2 separate regions of the Zea mays genome follow, and region 2 is linked to region 1. The links are chromatin contacts, called in public Hi-C maps. All regions are on one chromosome and are shown on one strand. The core of a region is the stretch at or near the end of the contact, and the rest is flanking DNA. Distances in the headings are between cores, read along the strand shown. Region 1 has its middle 13 kb from the start of LOC100280658. Region 2 overlaps LOC542560 (oxo-glutarate/malate transporter1).

Region 1 (7,424 bases), core at 1,304-3,803:
GGAGTTCATGTGATGTGTAAGGCTAATCAACAATAGGGGCTAAAGCTGAGCATTGCTTTTAATTAGTTGGTCAAAATTTTATTAGCAGTTACTAAATATAAGTAAATACCAAACCTTAATAAAAGTAATAGAACAAAACTAATACATAATCCCATGCAATGCAAATGACAAATTGAATTTAAGTTCCATAAATTAATCATGCGAGAGTCCTGAACTGCTCATGACCGTGACCTCGACTAGTATACCAGTTTTACACTCTGCAGAGGTTGTACCCTGTACCCACAAGTCATGTTACCCATCTAACAAGGGATCGCGACTCCCATACACCTCTACCAAGGAAGCAAGGTAGGGCAACACTACGAGGCCTTTATACAAAGTTCCACTAGCTTCCGAAAACCCGCTACAGTTTATGGGAAGAGCACTTGCAAGAATCCCCCGTCTGACCGCCATCGCAGCAAAATCACCCCGAGAACCTACTTTCATGCAACTCCCCTACTGCCCTTGCCCCTTTCGGGTAAGGTAGTCTTCCACTAGCTTTCCTAATTAGTCAGCCAAGGGCATCCCATACTACCCTTGTGGTGGCACGTGTTTCTCAAGTTAAGCTACATGTTCCAATTAACATTAATGATCTTGACATGAACATAAATAGAATAACAAAATAACTGGAACATGGATATAATGAAATATTATCCCAAAACCATGTAAAGCAATAGCCAAACTACCCAAGTGATTCAGGGATAACAAGGTAAAGAAATAAACAATCTAGGGTGACCTATCGGGTCCCATCAAAATTAAGCCTATGCATGGTAAATGATTATAAAAAACATTATTGGTTAACAAAAGTGGTCAAGGGCACAACTTGCCTTCAGTGAGCTCCTGCTCAGCAACTTCTATCTGCTGGGCACCAGGATCCTCAGTCAGAGGCTCTTCTACTCGCCACAATACAAACAAGCACAATATATAGAGAAAATTAACATCACACCAAATATGTAAACAAAATACATAATAATAATCTATGCATTAAAATAAAATCCTAGGAACAGGAATCATTAATTTTGGAGTTATATATTTTAAATTATGAATTTCCAAAGGTTTGATGTGCTTGAAATAAGACTAAGTGAGAAATAAATTTTACTACTGTTTTCATGTCAAAACAGAGATTCTAAGTGATAAATAATAATATTACAAAATTTTAGAAACTGGAATGGAATAATTTGGACTAAAAATGAATTTTCTATGAATTTTAAAAGTTCTAACACTTATTTAAATATTAAAAATCCATTTATCATTTAATTTCTCTGGTTTTATACAATTCTGGACTAGGCCTCAAATTCATAAAAGTCTAGGGACCTCGGCGCAAGATATCCTAGACTCAGTGCATAGTGAATATGGACGGCGGGTTGATACTAAAATAACAAAGGGTTTCTTGCGCTAATGTGCATGGCGAAGGGGTAAGTTCAGATCTCAGCCACACGATCAAACATCAGTGGCCCAGATTAAAATTGATGCCCTCACGAACTAGTACTTGCTGGCGGCCCATGGATCAAGATCCGATGGCCCCAAAGACACCTACGCTTTGATCTATTCCGGGCCACCCGAATACCGATCAACGGTGAGTATTCAGTCTGCCCCCAGCCCTGCCGGATTCCGCTCCAACGGATGACGCCTACCCAGACACATACCGCCCCGCGCTCAATTCTGGTCATTAGTGAGTCGATCAACTGCTCACATGAATCTTCCCCGTCACCAGCCAACCCACCCGACGATGCCATCGCCGCCCATGGCGAGCGCCCGCCGAGGTCCGGCAATCAGGTCCAGAGGTGACCCCTCCCGGTCCAATCCGCCAAGTAGTTCTCAACGAATTCAATCCTATGTTCAATATCTACAACTGGGTATCGCGCGCTGCTGCCCACGACACCATGTGATTGAACGGCGACGAGGCAACCACGGCGACAAATTCACGGTCCCACCGTTGCCCCCATTCGATATTACGCGGTGCGGAACGATCCTAAGTATGTGGTGAACGGAACAGGGGAAAGCATACCGCACAGAAGACAGAAGGTAGCGATTTGTCCCGGCGGCGATGAGCCGAGGATTCGCTATGCCCTGGCTCGAATCAACGGTCGATTGGTGACGCTCCCAGTTCCGGCACCAAGTGAGAGTGTTACGCCCGACCTCCCTGCACCAAAGCGGTCACCTCGATGCGAGTGTTGGTGAGGTACGCCCCAATCCTAGAATTTCCCGGCGTGGCGCCGTGCTCTCTGACTTGCCTCTCTAAGCTCTCCCTCTAGTGATGGCAGCTAGGTTTTCTTAATCTGGGCAATGGGGTAAGGTCAATCGCATCGAAAACTAGAGAAGTGGCCTTATAGTGCTGAGGCGAGGGGAGGTCTGCAGGGCCGGTTCGCCGGCGAGATCCCCACGCACGATCTCGGCGAGTTCATTCAGGCAGCGTGCTGAGGCAGCTGTTCCGGGGCCACTTGCCAGTGTCGAGGCCGAGAGGGTATGCGACATTCTGAGGATAAGTCAGCGTGTGGACCCCACTTGTCGGCGAACCCGTGACCCACATCCACACAATGTCAGACAGGTGGGGCCCAGGCGTCGGCGCAACCGCACGAAGGCGATATCAGTGTCGCGCATGCCGCATGCGCGGGTGAAGTGGGCCGAAATGGCTGAAGTTGGCCCAGCTGCGGGTTTTCTTTTTTGATATTTTCTTTTTTTCTATTTTGTCTTATTTCAATTTTAAATTCCTAATTTTAATTTGAATCCTTTCATGAGTTTTGAGTCAATTATACAAATTTAAACTTTAGTGTAGGAATAATATATTTTTATTTACTTTTTTTATCCACATAATATTTCTTTTCTTTTCTAAATTCTAGAATTTCTTGTAGATTCTAGATTTTCTTTTTGAGTTAATATATTTCTTGTCTCATTATTTTTATATTGTCACAAAATGCACACAAAAATAAAATCCCAGCATGATGCATAATTTAATGGCTTGACCTTTATTAATCATTTGTTTTTAATTATGGGTTTCACATGTGATGATAAATAGATACAACACTCACATATAAATAAGGAAATATATTTTCTCCTTTTATATGATCTCTTACAAATTGAAAATTGGGTATTACAAATCCTACCCCCCCGCCCCCCTTAACAAGAATCTCGTCCTCGAGATTTACGAAGGAGTAGGGAAAAGATGGGGAAAATCTATGTGAAGCTCTTCTTCTCTTTCCCATGTTGCTTCATCTTCTCCATGGTGACACCATTGCACTTTGCACATCTTTATCACCTTATTTCTTGTAACTCGAGTCAATGTGTCAAGGAGACAGGATACTCCGTGTAAGTCAAATCACCCTGAACACTGAGCTCTTCCATTGGTAATTGTTCCTCAGGGACACGGAGACACTTCTTAAGTTGAGACACGTGGAATACATTATGCACATCAGATAGATTAGCAGGTAGCTCGAGTTGGTATGCCATCTCCCCAACTCGCCTAAAGATCATGAATGGTCCAATGAAGCGAGGGGACAACTTGCCCTTGACTTTAAACCTCCTCATTCCACGAAGTGGTGACACCTTGAGGTACACATGATCTCCTTCCTCAAATTCCAGTGGTCTTCTTCTATTATCAGCATAGCTCTTTTGCCTGGTTTGAGCTACCCTCAAATTCTCCCGAATTATACGGACTTGTTCTTCTGCCTCTTGAATCAGTTCTGGCCCAAAGAACTGTCTTTCTCCAGTCTGATCCCAGTATAGAGGAGTCCTGCACTTCCTACCATATAAAGCTTCAAAAGGTGACATCTTCAGACTGGCCTGATAACTATTATTATATGAGAACTCAGCATAAGGTAGACTTTTATCCCAACTTCCTCCATGCTGAAGGGCACAAGCTCTCAACATATCCTCCAGTACTTGATTAGTCCTTTCAGTCTGTCCATCAGTCTGAGGGTGATAAGCCGTACTAAAGTTCAACTTTGTATTAATATTCTCATGGAAGCTTCTCCAGAATCTTGAGGTAAACTATGAACCTCGATCAGACACGATCTTCTTTGGTACTCCATGTAAACACACAATCCGAGCCATATATAACACTGCCAGCTGTGAGCCTTTATAAGTAGTCTTGACAGGAATGAAGTGTGCCACTTTGGTCAGTCTATCCACAATCACCCATATAGCATCATATCCTTTCTGGGTGCGAGGCAATCCAGTAATGAAATCCATACCAATCTCTTCCCACTTCCACTCGGGTATCTTTAGTGGATGCAGTAGTCCAGCTGGCCTCTGGTGTTCAATCTCAACTCTTTGACACACATCGCACATAGCCACATGTGTAGCCACATCTCTCTTCAATCCATACCACCAGTATTTCTGCTTCAAATCCTGATACATCTTGGTACTACCAGTGTGAATAGAATAATTCGAGTCATGGGCCTCCTTTAAAATAGTCTCACGAAGGCCCTCAATATCAGGAACACACATCCTGTCCTTGAACCATATGGTGCCTTGCTCATCCTCCGTGAACTCTGGACCTCTACCTTCCATAATAAGATCCTTGATCTCTTATATCTTAGAATCACCAATCTGTCCTTTGCGGATTTCTTGCTCCAAGGTAGGTTCCACATCAATAGTAACTCCTTCAGTATGAGCAACTATCCCCAGGTTAAGTCTCCTGAAATCCTCAACAATCTCATCAGGTAGCTGGGCCACAATAGCTGAATGAATGTGTTCCATTTGACTGAAGGCATCTACAACCAAATTCGCCTTGCCCAGGTGATAGTGAATCTCCAAATCATAATCCTTAATAAGCTCCAACCAACAGCGTTGCTTAAGGTTGAGATCCTTCTAAGTGAATATATACTTCAAACTCTTATGATCCGTGTACACTTGGCACTTGGTTCCCATGATATAATGTCTCCAAATCTTAAGCGCATGCACAACGACTGCTAGTTCTAAGTCATGAGTGGGGTAGTTCAACTCATGTTTCCGCAACTGACGAGACGCGTAGGCAATCACATGTCCTTATTGCATGAGCACACATCCCAAGCCTTGGCCACATGCGTCACAATAAATGTCAAATCCCTCCTGTAGATCTGGCATAACCAACACTGGTGGTCACATCAATCTCTTCTTTAATTGATCAAAGCTATCTTAGCACTTCTCATCCCACTTGAACTCTCTTCCCTTCTCCAGAAGCGAGGTCATGGGCTTAGCAATCTTAGAAAATCCTTCAATAAATCTCCGATAATATCCTGCTAGTCCCAAGAAACTCCGAATCTCCGTAACTGTAGTGGGTATGCTACACGCCATTATCTCCTTGACTTCAGCACGATCCACTGATATTCCTCCATTAGAAATGATATGTCCAAGGAATGGCACCTCATCAATCCAGAACTCGCATTTGCTATATTTGGCTTAGAGTTGATTATCCCTTAGCTTCTGTAGCACCAATCTCAGATGTTCCTCATGCTCACTCTCACTCTTAGAATAAATAAGAATATCATCGATGAATACTATGACGAATCTGTCCAAATACTCCATAAACACCTTATTCATCAAATTCATAAAATATGCTAGTGCATTAGTTAGTCCAAATGACATAACCGTGAACTCATATAAACCATATCGGGTCGAGAAAGTTGTCATGGGAATATCCGATGGCCTAATCCTCAATTGATGGTAACCCGATCGGAGATCAATCTTCGAGAATACCTTAGCACCTCTCATCTGATCAAATAAATCCTCAATGCGGGATAACGGGTACTTGTTCTTCACAGTAACATCATTAAGGGATCTATAATCCACACACATCCTTTGTGACCCATCTTTCTTCTGTACAAACAGAACCGACGCTCCCCAAGGTGAGGAACTCGGACGAATGTACCCAGCCTCTTGTAACTCTGTTAACCGCTTCTTAAGTTCCTTTAACTCTTCTACATACATCCTATATGGTCGTTTAGAAATAGGAGCAGTCCCAGGTAAGAGATCAATAACAAACTCAACTTCCCTATCTGGTGGCATCCCTGGTAACTCCTCTGGAAAGACATCCAGAAAATCCCTAACCACACGGATGTTGTTACCAACAAACTCCTCAGCTATAAAGAACATCGCACGTCTGGAAGAGGTTGTTACTGCAATTTCTACTTGAAATCTTTATCCTTTAGGGCTGGTGAGTTCTATAGTACCCCTACCACATTGTATAATGGCCTTTGCCTTTCTTAACCATGACATACCAAGAATTAGATCTATGTTGCTTGCCTCTAATATTATAGCAGTAGCCCCGAATTCTCTTCCCATAATTGTCATTGTCAATTTATGTGTCATACAATTTGCCTCAACAGGCCCTTTGGGTGTAATTACTATCATTGGTGTTTTCATAATTTTCAGTGGGAACTCATTTGTGTTGGCATATCAAGCAGACAAATGAATGTGTAGCACCGTAATCAAATAATATGGTTGCAGGAATTGCATTAATATAAAACATACCAAGTGCGATGTCAGCACCATCAGGAGTAGCATCTGCGCTGACTTGATTAACCCTGGCAATAGAGTATCCCTTGTCAGATCCTGGAGTCTGCTGCTTATTCTGAACTGGGGTAGTAGCAATCCTCTGTGGGCAAACATTTGCATAATGCCCAATCTTCCCACACTTGTAGCAAGTAGTGCCTACACTCTGTCCTGAAAACTTCGTCGGGGTGCCAATGGGGGTAGCCTGACGAGTCGGTGGAGTCCCCTAAGGTGAGTGTTGAGCTGGGCGCTGGCCTCCGCTAGTGCAAACTAGTGTACCCTAGGGTGAAATGTAGCATGGACGAATATTGCTGCTTCCTTGTCCCTGGGATATTACCTTCCTCTTCAAATCTCCCAGCTGAACACGCTTGTGTTCAATAGCTAGGGCCTTGTCAAGCAGCCTCTGGAATGATGGAAATGTATGTGCCACTAAAGCATACTGTAGAGGTTCATTGAGTCCTTCAATAAAGTGCTCCTGCTTCCTCTCATCTTCGGCAACCTCATCCGAAGCATATCTGGAGAGCTGAATGAACTTGTCGCGATACTCGCTGACTGACATGCTTCCTTGCTTCATCGACAAAAATTCTTTCTTCTTAATCTTCATCAGTCCAACTAGTATATGATAGTTCCTGAACTGTGTAGCAAACTCCGCCCATGTGATAGTATCAGTAGCATCGTGGGCAGCAGTGTATGAATCCCACCAATCAGTAGCAGGACCTGTCAGACGACCAGAAGCATATAGAACCTTCTCTCGGTCAGAGCATTGGGCAATAATCAACATCTTCTCTACGGACTTCAGCCAATCATCCGTGTCTAGTGGATCAGGAGAGCTGGCAAATGTGGGTGGCTTATGGCTCATGAACTCCCGGTGCTTATCCCGAGGTGGAACTGGTGGTGGAGGTGGAGGCAGTGGTGCT
Region 2 (7,424 bases), core at 3,054-5,553, 430 kb before region 1:
CATTTCCATTCATAGAACAGAAATACAAGTCAGAAACATATTACAGACTGGCAAGAGGAAGCAAAGATAGACACTAAACCACCAGCACAACAGGAAGCTACCACCGACACCAACTACTAGTTTAACAAAACAGAGCAAAACTAAGACTTAACCACCCCACACGACATAACAACCTAAAGATAACTAAACATGTGAAAACAACTCCGTACTACTGTCTTCAGTAGCACACCAAACAACCTATCAGTTTCAGCTGTTAACATGTTAAGAGATAAGATGAAAAGACCTTTTTGCCCCTGAGCCCTCTTTGTGCCAGTACTGTAGTCCCAGCACCAGGATTTCTGGCGTAAAATATGTGAGACAACAAGCAATTTTAAAAAACCATCCGTAGTTTTGGTTATTATGATAAAAGTATGAAACATCTTTCTCGGTATCTATCAACATGTTAACTTCATACATTAGTTTTTCATCCTATTTATTTCCCAATATTTTTCAACATGTTAATTTCATACATGAATTCTTTTATCCTATCTATTGGGGAGGGGAAAATGTGCTTAATATATGTCGTGAGGACATTATGGTTCTTTTTCTTAAAGAATGAAACAGTAAGTTTTGTGAGGAGGCCGGCCTTATTTTACCTTTTACTTTTTGTAAGTCCTCTTTTTGTGAGGCTAGATTTCAAGCTCTCAGAATGTGTGAAGATAAACGAGTTGCTTTTCTTGTTTGTATAGTTTCTGTTGCTGAGCTCACGTTCTTGCTTGAGGTTCCCAACGCTCCCTCTGGGAGCTTTGTTCATAGTTGTGGCCCCTTTTATTGTACAGTTTCTTGTTTTTATTGAAATAAAAAGCTCTAGCAGTGGGGGCCTCCCCTGCTGTATTTTCTATTAAAAACAGTAGTTCTTTCATTGTAGTACATGCCACATTCTCAGTTGCTGGTGTGCACCTTATTTACATTCACTTTAAGTAGCAGTTCACTTCTTTTAAATACCACAATTTTTTATTATATTTCATAAAAATATGTTTATACTGTATTTTGGCATTTCACAGAGTTCCTTTCATCCCACCTTTCAGTTCTAGACTCTTGACATATCACATAAACTAGAAATCCAAAGATAACCTTCTGTCTGAACAAGAAAACAGAAAGTTACAGAGCACAGAAACAAGGGAGCAGGATAAGGCCCTGTTTGTTTTATCTTATCCGGTGTCTGTGGCTGAAAAAAGTTGAAAAAAGATCAGAATCACACCAGACGTCCTTGATACACTTCTGTTGGCCACCCTCAGCATTGGGTAGGGTTTTCAACAGGAAATAACCTTGACGTGAGGGAATTAGTGCTTCCCCACAGCATAGCTGCTGCAGTATATGTGACTCCCGTCCATGGAAAGAAACAGGCCCTAAGAAAACCAAAGTATGTCTGCTTGCTTCGCTGAGAGGATTGGGGCAGATGAACTCCAAGCCTTGGGTATGGTAAATCAGGCGCCCAGGCTGCTTGGATGTTGTGCTCAGGCTGCACGCTGCAGGCTCTTTGGTCAGTCAGGCTGCCACCCCCAATGAGGCTTGGGGCACAGCTGCCCTGGCCGCTGATCAGGCCAGTGCCGCCCTGGCCGTTTGGGCTGGTGCTGCCTATGCCACTCGGGTTGCCACTGTCAATCTGATCCACTGTGCATGCTTCCCTTCGACCTCAACTGGATATGAATGACCTATTGACTATAGTTTAGGGACGGAGGGGCACGGGAGAGGGAACAACAGAGAGGATAGAAGGCGTTTGAGCTTGTGACGGGAGAAGGCTGAGGGCCATGCAGCTAGGGATGGCAACGGGGAATTCCCCGTCGGGTTTTAGCTCCCCATCCCCGTCCCCGCGACGAAAATTTTTCCCCGCGGGGATCCCCACGAACGTTTGCGGGGGACATTTCTTCCCCATCCCCGTTACCCGCGGGGATAAATCCCCATCAGGGATCCCCGTACCCGCTTAAATTATAATTAGATCGTACTTCATTTGTTATTAATGTAAAACATTGTCACTTATACACATTGTTAGATGTAAAAATCATTATGTGTACATTAAAATGAACGCATTTGTACAACTAGTGATCTTTTGTCAAGATAATTATTTATTTCTATTATTAACTATTATATAAAAACATCGTCATATGTAAGTTTAACGGGTCCCCACGGGGAACGGGGTACGGGGAATGCTTCCCCATCCCCGTCCCCATTTACCCGTCGGGGGAGAAAATTTCCCCATTTACATCCCCGTGGGGGAAGAAATCTCCCCATCCCCGTCCCCTAATAGAGGAATTCCCCGCGGGGAATCGGGGATCGGGTCCCCATTGCCATCTCTACATGCAGCTTATTTGGCCTCGAGGAGAGGGGCATTTTAGACTATCTCCAACTAATTTGACATGGACTTGAAGGTTATCATTGTCGGCCTTAGATGGAACCATATCAACTTCTAGTGTCAAATAAGGAATTTCTCGTTGTTAGGATTTCATGATTAGCATGCTTTACGAACTAAACTACCTTCTTTAAGAGGTGTTGCCACGATGAATGCTTTTTACTGCAATACAACATGATCCAGCTATCTGGAGCCTAGACATTTACTGTTTCTTTTTTTACTATTCATTTTTAACCTAGTTCCACAAAAATATGAAAATTTACTTTGGTCAAAGATAGGTTATGAAGGGCATGCATCTCTTTGCCCTTAGCCAGAAACAAGTAGCAAATTATTGTGCTCTTGTCTCTTCACTGAAAGAAGAGCACCAAAATTGTGAAGGGGTAGGTTGGGTAGTCATCATGATATAGTAAGAACCTTATGTGACTTGTTTGACACTGTTTAGATTTGTCATATGAATGGTTATCTTGGTTGTCTGAACTTAATACTGGCTCTGAATTCATATGCTTATGGATGTATCTATGCAAACTAGGAAATAAAAAAAATCGAAATACATTGGTTTGGTAATTGTAACATGATGCAGTTTAAATTATCTTGGGTCTGATGTATTCCTATTTTTTTGTGACATCTACAGTACATATAGTTTTTTTAAGTACTTCTGCATATTTATCATTTATTTGACTCTATTGCTTTTGTCTCAGTTTGTTGGAGGGCTTGGCATGTCATGGCAACTCTCATTCGGTGTGCTGGTGCTGCTGTACTTCTACTCGCACTATTTCTTTGCCAGTGGTGCCGCACACATCGGAGCAATGTTCACCGCGTTCCTGTCGGTGGCGAGTGCCCTGGGCACCCCGTCGCTTTTCGCTGCCATGGTTCTTTCATTCCTCTCGAACCTCATGGGCGGGACCACCCACTACGGCATCGGCTCTGCTCCCGTCTTCTACGGCGCCGGGTATGTCCCATTGGCTCAGTGGTGGGGCTATGGGTTTGTCATCTCCGTTGTAAACATCATCATCTGGCTCGGGGTGGGCGGCTTCTGGTGGAAGATAATCGGGCTGTGGTGAGCAGAGAGCAGCACATTAACTGCGACATCCCTTTTGTTTTTCTGTTGTTTTTTTGTCGAGTGGGGGGAGGAAAACTATTTCCTGAATTTGCGGTGCTACAGATGCCGCTGTCCACAGTTTTGTCGTCGACATGATCGCAATGCAACCCATTCTTTTTTAGTTGGTATCGATACATTTGTTCGAACCTTCCGGTGGCTAATTGCGAGGCCAGGGTGCAGTTTTTAACGCGCAAAATTTGTTATATAGAGTTTGTGCTCAATGGTTCTTGGAGATCCCTATATATATATATATCCCCACGATGATGACTATTGGTGCTGGTTCCTTTTCATGTTCGGATTCTGAGTCTGCTGCAACAGCACACGATGTTCTGCATCACATTGGTGCATCCGGTAGATTTATATATACTGCTGGCTGGGTTCTTACTTCTTAGGCAACATCTGATATGTACAATTGACATTGCTCCTGACTTTGAGAACTCTGCAAATTGCTGTGAGATGATGCTCGAGTGCTGTCATCAGCAGATCCCGCATATGGCCGTACTGTTTATATAGTGAAGGCCGTACTGTAATAGGAGAGGGGATAGAAGATAAAACAGGAGAGATGATGAAGACATCCTCAATACCAACTGCAATCATTCTATCCCGAGGATGAACAATGGCTCGCTAGTGGAGATGCTTGACTTAGGGATGAAACGACTTGTGAGACAGATGGCGTGAAAGGTACACTGTTTTCCTTTTTGTCTAAAATAACGCTCTGAACGTTAGGTGCTCTGTGAAAGGTACACTGTTGGAGGTCACGAAAAATCACGGCCAACATTGGGTGTGCTTTCCTGCGCCAACTTTTGATGCATTGACAGCAGATACGACTTGTGAGACAGATGGCGTGATTTATCAGTTGAAAGTTTTAGTGCGCAACACGCACATTCCAGTACGGTCGTCTTGCAAAGCGGTGTACGAAGCCAAGCCCAAGAAAATGACCGCCACTTTCGTCATGGGTGTCGTCGGTACCCAAACTTCCAAAGACCAAAAGCACCCTTTTGCTTTAGCTCAACCTTTTATATATATAAGATTATTATATTAATCTCTTTAGTTCACGGGTGGGGCCTCTGCATTTAGCATTGATATCTGCATTTTTTTTAAATAATGCCATGGCCTCCGATGTATGACCACAATACTCCCTCCATTCTCGAATATTTGTCATCTACTAGTTTAATTTTAAACTAAAATATGACAAATAAAAAAAATGGAGGAATAAGTATTATGTAATTGAATGCCGCCAAACATTGTCACCACTCCTTTCATTTGGGTTTATTAAGCATGCATGGGTGACACTCTCTGCCAACAAACAAACAAGCTCTTGGTAAAACCCCGAGGTCTAGCCGTGGGTCTCCTGAAGCTGTTATTCTTAATGTCAGGCGTCTTTACAAGTGGGGTGAACAATGATATGAAGAGACCGATCCAAAGAGACATCGGATTTTTGTCCTCTGCCAACACAAGATTGTGTTGAGCACTAAAAAGAGCACCGGACGGTCCGGCCCTGAGGCCAGACGGTCCGCAGTCCGGACGATCCGTGCTTGTGGGCCGGACGGTCCGCGCAAGCACAGAACAGATTAAGGTTCCGAGTTTCTTGCTATGTTTGTTGGCGAGAATCTCGGGATTAGCTCGGTATTTTGTTGGTAACGGGTCCAGCCCCCCTCTGTAAAACCAGAGGAATACGGCCGATTTAATCAATCAATCTGTCGGGGACCATAATTAGGGGTACCCCCAAGACTCCTAATTCTCAGCTGGTAACCCCCATCAGCACGAAGCTGCAAAGGCCTGATGGGTGCGACTAAGTCAAGGATCGGTCCATTCAAGGGACTCGATCACGCCTCGCCCGAGCCCAGCCTCGGGCAAGGGTAGCCGACCCCGGAGGATCTACGTCTCGCCCGAGGCCCCCTCCAGCAACGGACATACTTTCGGCTCGCCCGAGGCCCAGCCTTCACCAAGAAGCAACCTTGGCCAAATCGTCACGCCAACCGACCAAATCGCAGGGGCATTTAATGCAAAGGTGGCCTGACACCTTTATCCTGACGCACGCCCTCCAGTCGACAGAGCCGAAGTGACCGTAGTCACTTCGCCGCTCCACTGACCGGTCTGACAAGAGGACAGCGCCGCCTGCGCCGCTCCGACTGCTGTGCCACTCGACAGAGTGAGGCTGACAGCAGCCAAGTCCGGCCCTAGGCGCCATGGGAAACTCCGCTTCGCCCGACCCCAGGGCTCGGACTCGGGCTCAACCCCGGAAGACGACGAACTCCGCTTCGCCCGACCCCAGGGCTCGGACTCAGGCTCAGCCCCGGAAGACGACGAACTCCGCTTCGCCCGACCCCAGGGCTCGGACTCGGGCTCAGCCCCGGAAGACGACGAACTCCGCTTCGCCCGACCCCAGGGCTCGGACTCGGGCTCAGCCCCAGAAGACGACGGACTCCGCTTCGCCCGACCCCAGGGCTCGGACTCAGCCCTGGCCTCAGCCGACGGTCTCCGCCTCGCCCGACCCAGGGGCTCGGACTCGACCTCGGCCTCAGAAGACAGACTCGACCTCGACCTCGGAGGAGCCTCCACATCACCCAACCCAGGGCACGGACCGACCACGTCAACAGGAGGCGCCATCATTACCCTACCCCAAGCTGACTCAGGCTACGGGGAACAAGACCGGCGTCCCATCTGGCTCGCTCCGCCAGACAAGTAATGATGGCGCCCCGCACGATCTGTGACGACGGCGGCTCTCAGCCCCCTTACGGAAGCAAGAGGACATCAGCAAGGACTCGACAGCCCCGACAGCTGTCCTTCCGCCAGGCTCCAGCGCTCCTTCGACGGCCACGACACCACACGAACCAGGTGCCAAAACCTCTCCGGCTGCCACGATGGCATGTACTTAGGGCACTAGCTCTCCTCCGCTAGACACGTTAGCACACTGCTACACCCTCCATTGTACACCTGGATCCTCTCCTTGCGCCTATAAAAGGAAGGACCATGGCCCTCTTACAGAAGGTTGGCCGCGCGGGGAAGGACGGGACAGGCGCTCGCGTGAGGCCGCTCGCTCCCTCCCGCGTGGACGCTTGTAACCCCCTACTGCAAGCGCACCCGACCTGGGCGTGGGACAAACGCGAAGGCCGCGGGATTTCCACCTCTCACGCCTGTCTCCCTCCGGCTGCCTTCCCCCCTTCGCGCTCCGTCTCGCGTCGACCCATCTGGGCTGGGGCACGCGGCGACAGTTTACTCGTCGGTCCAGGGACCCCCCGGGTTTCGAAACGCCGACAGTTGGCGCGCCAGGCAGGGGCCTGCTGCGTGTTGACGAACAGCTTCTCGTCAAGCTCCAGATGGGCAGTCTCCAGCAACCTTTCCAGCCCGGGACGATGCTCTGTTTCGGGAGTCTTGAGTTCATGTCCCTCGACGGCAGCTACGACATGATACTCCTTCCCCCGCCGTGCGACAGCGACAATGGCGGCCGACAGCCCGCCCGCCGGCGGCGGAATCGACGACGTCTTCCCCGCGTGGTGGAAGAACAACATTCGAGCTCACCCCGTCCCCTCCCCCGCCGACGGAGGAGGAGGTGGGGCAACCAAGGCCAAGCAGGAGGCGGCATCTCGTCGGCTGTCGAGCGGGTCGACGGCGCCGACGCCCCAACGGGGGGCACGCTGGGCATCGACCTCGCGTCTGAGACGAAGACGAGCGCCCTCTCCCCGCAACATGCCAATCCCAAGCAAACGGACGACGCCAGCACGCTCGCGAAGGGCTTGCTGGGTGTCACCCTCGTACCTGAGACGACGGTGAAGTCAGTCCCTAACGGGACTTCGTCACCGCCCGTCGACCAAGAGGTACCCACCGATTCCCATCTCACGCCTTTTGGATTCAGCCTCGACCCGCTAAGTGTCGGGGACCATAATTAGGGGTACCCTCAAGGCTCCTAATTCTCAGCTGGTAACCCCCATTAGC

The links. A called contact is a pair of places that touch in the nucleus more often than the background predicts.
Region 2: a contact with region 1 is called in a Hi-C map of ear, with 2.5 times the contacts expected there. The contact joins two enhancer-like sites. A contact is called at or near these places in 3 of 25 Hi-C or Micro-C datasets (ear, endosperm and leaf).

What each region holds. Positions count from the first base shown.
Region 1 is chr10:28,416,265-28,423,688 of Zm-B73-REFERENCE-NAM-5.0, reverse strand. No RefSeq gene overlaps it. Among protein-coding and RNA genes, the nearest start is that of LOC100280658, 13 kb to the right of the region's middle. Within about 2 kb of position 2,553, at least 17 of the 20 cell types and tissues checked have an H3K27ac peak or open chromatin away from gene starts, as enhancers often do. A contact at or near this core is called in ear and leaf, where this site is marked.
Region 2 is chr10:28,844,045-28,851,468 of Zm-B73-REFERENCE-NAM-5.0, reverse strand. LOC542560 (oxo-glutarate/malate transporter1) reads left to right here. Exons shown (of 3, transcript NM_001112100.1): 3 at 3,088-3,598. The coding sequence ends at 3,450. Among protein-coding and RNA genes, the nearest start is that of LOC542560, 5.9 kb to the left of the region's middle. Within about 2 kb of position 4,303, at least 16 of the 20 cell types and tissues checked have an H3K27ac peak or open chromatin away from gene starts, as enhancers often do. A contact at or near this core is called in ear and leaf, where this site is marked.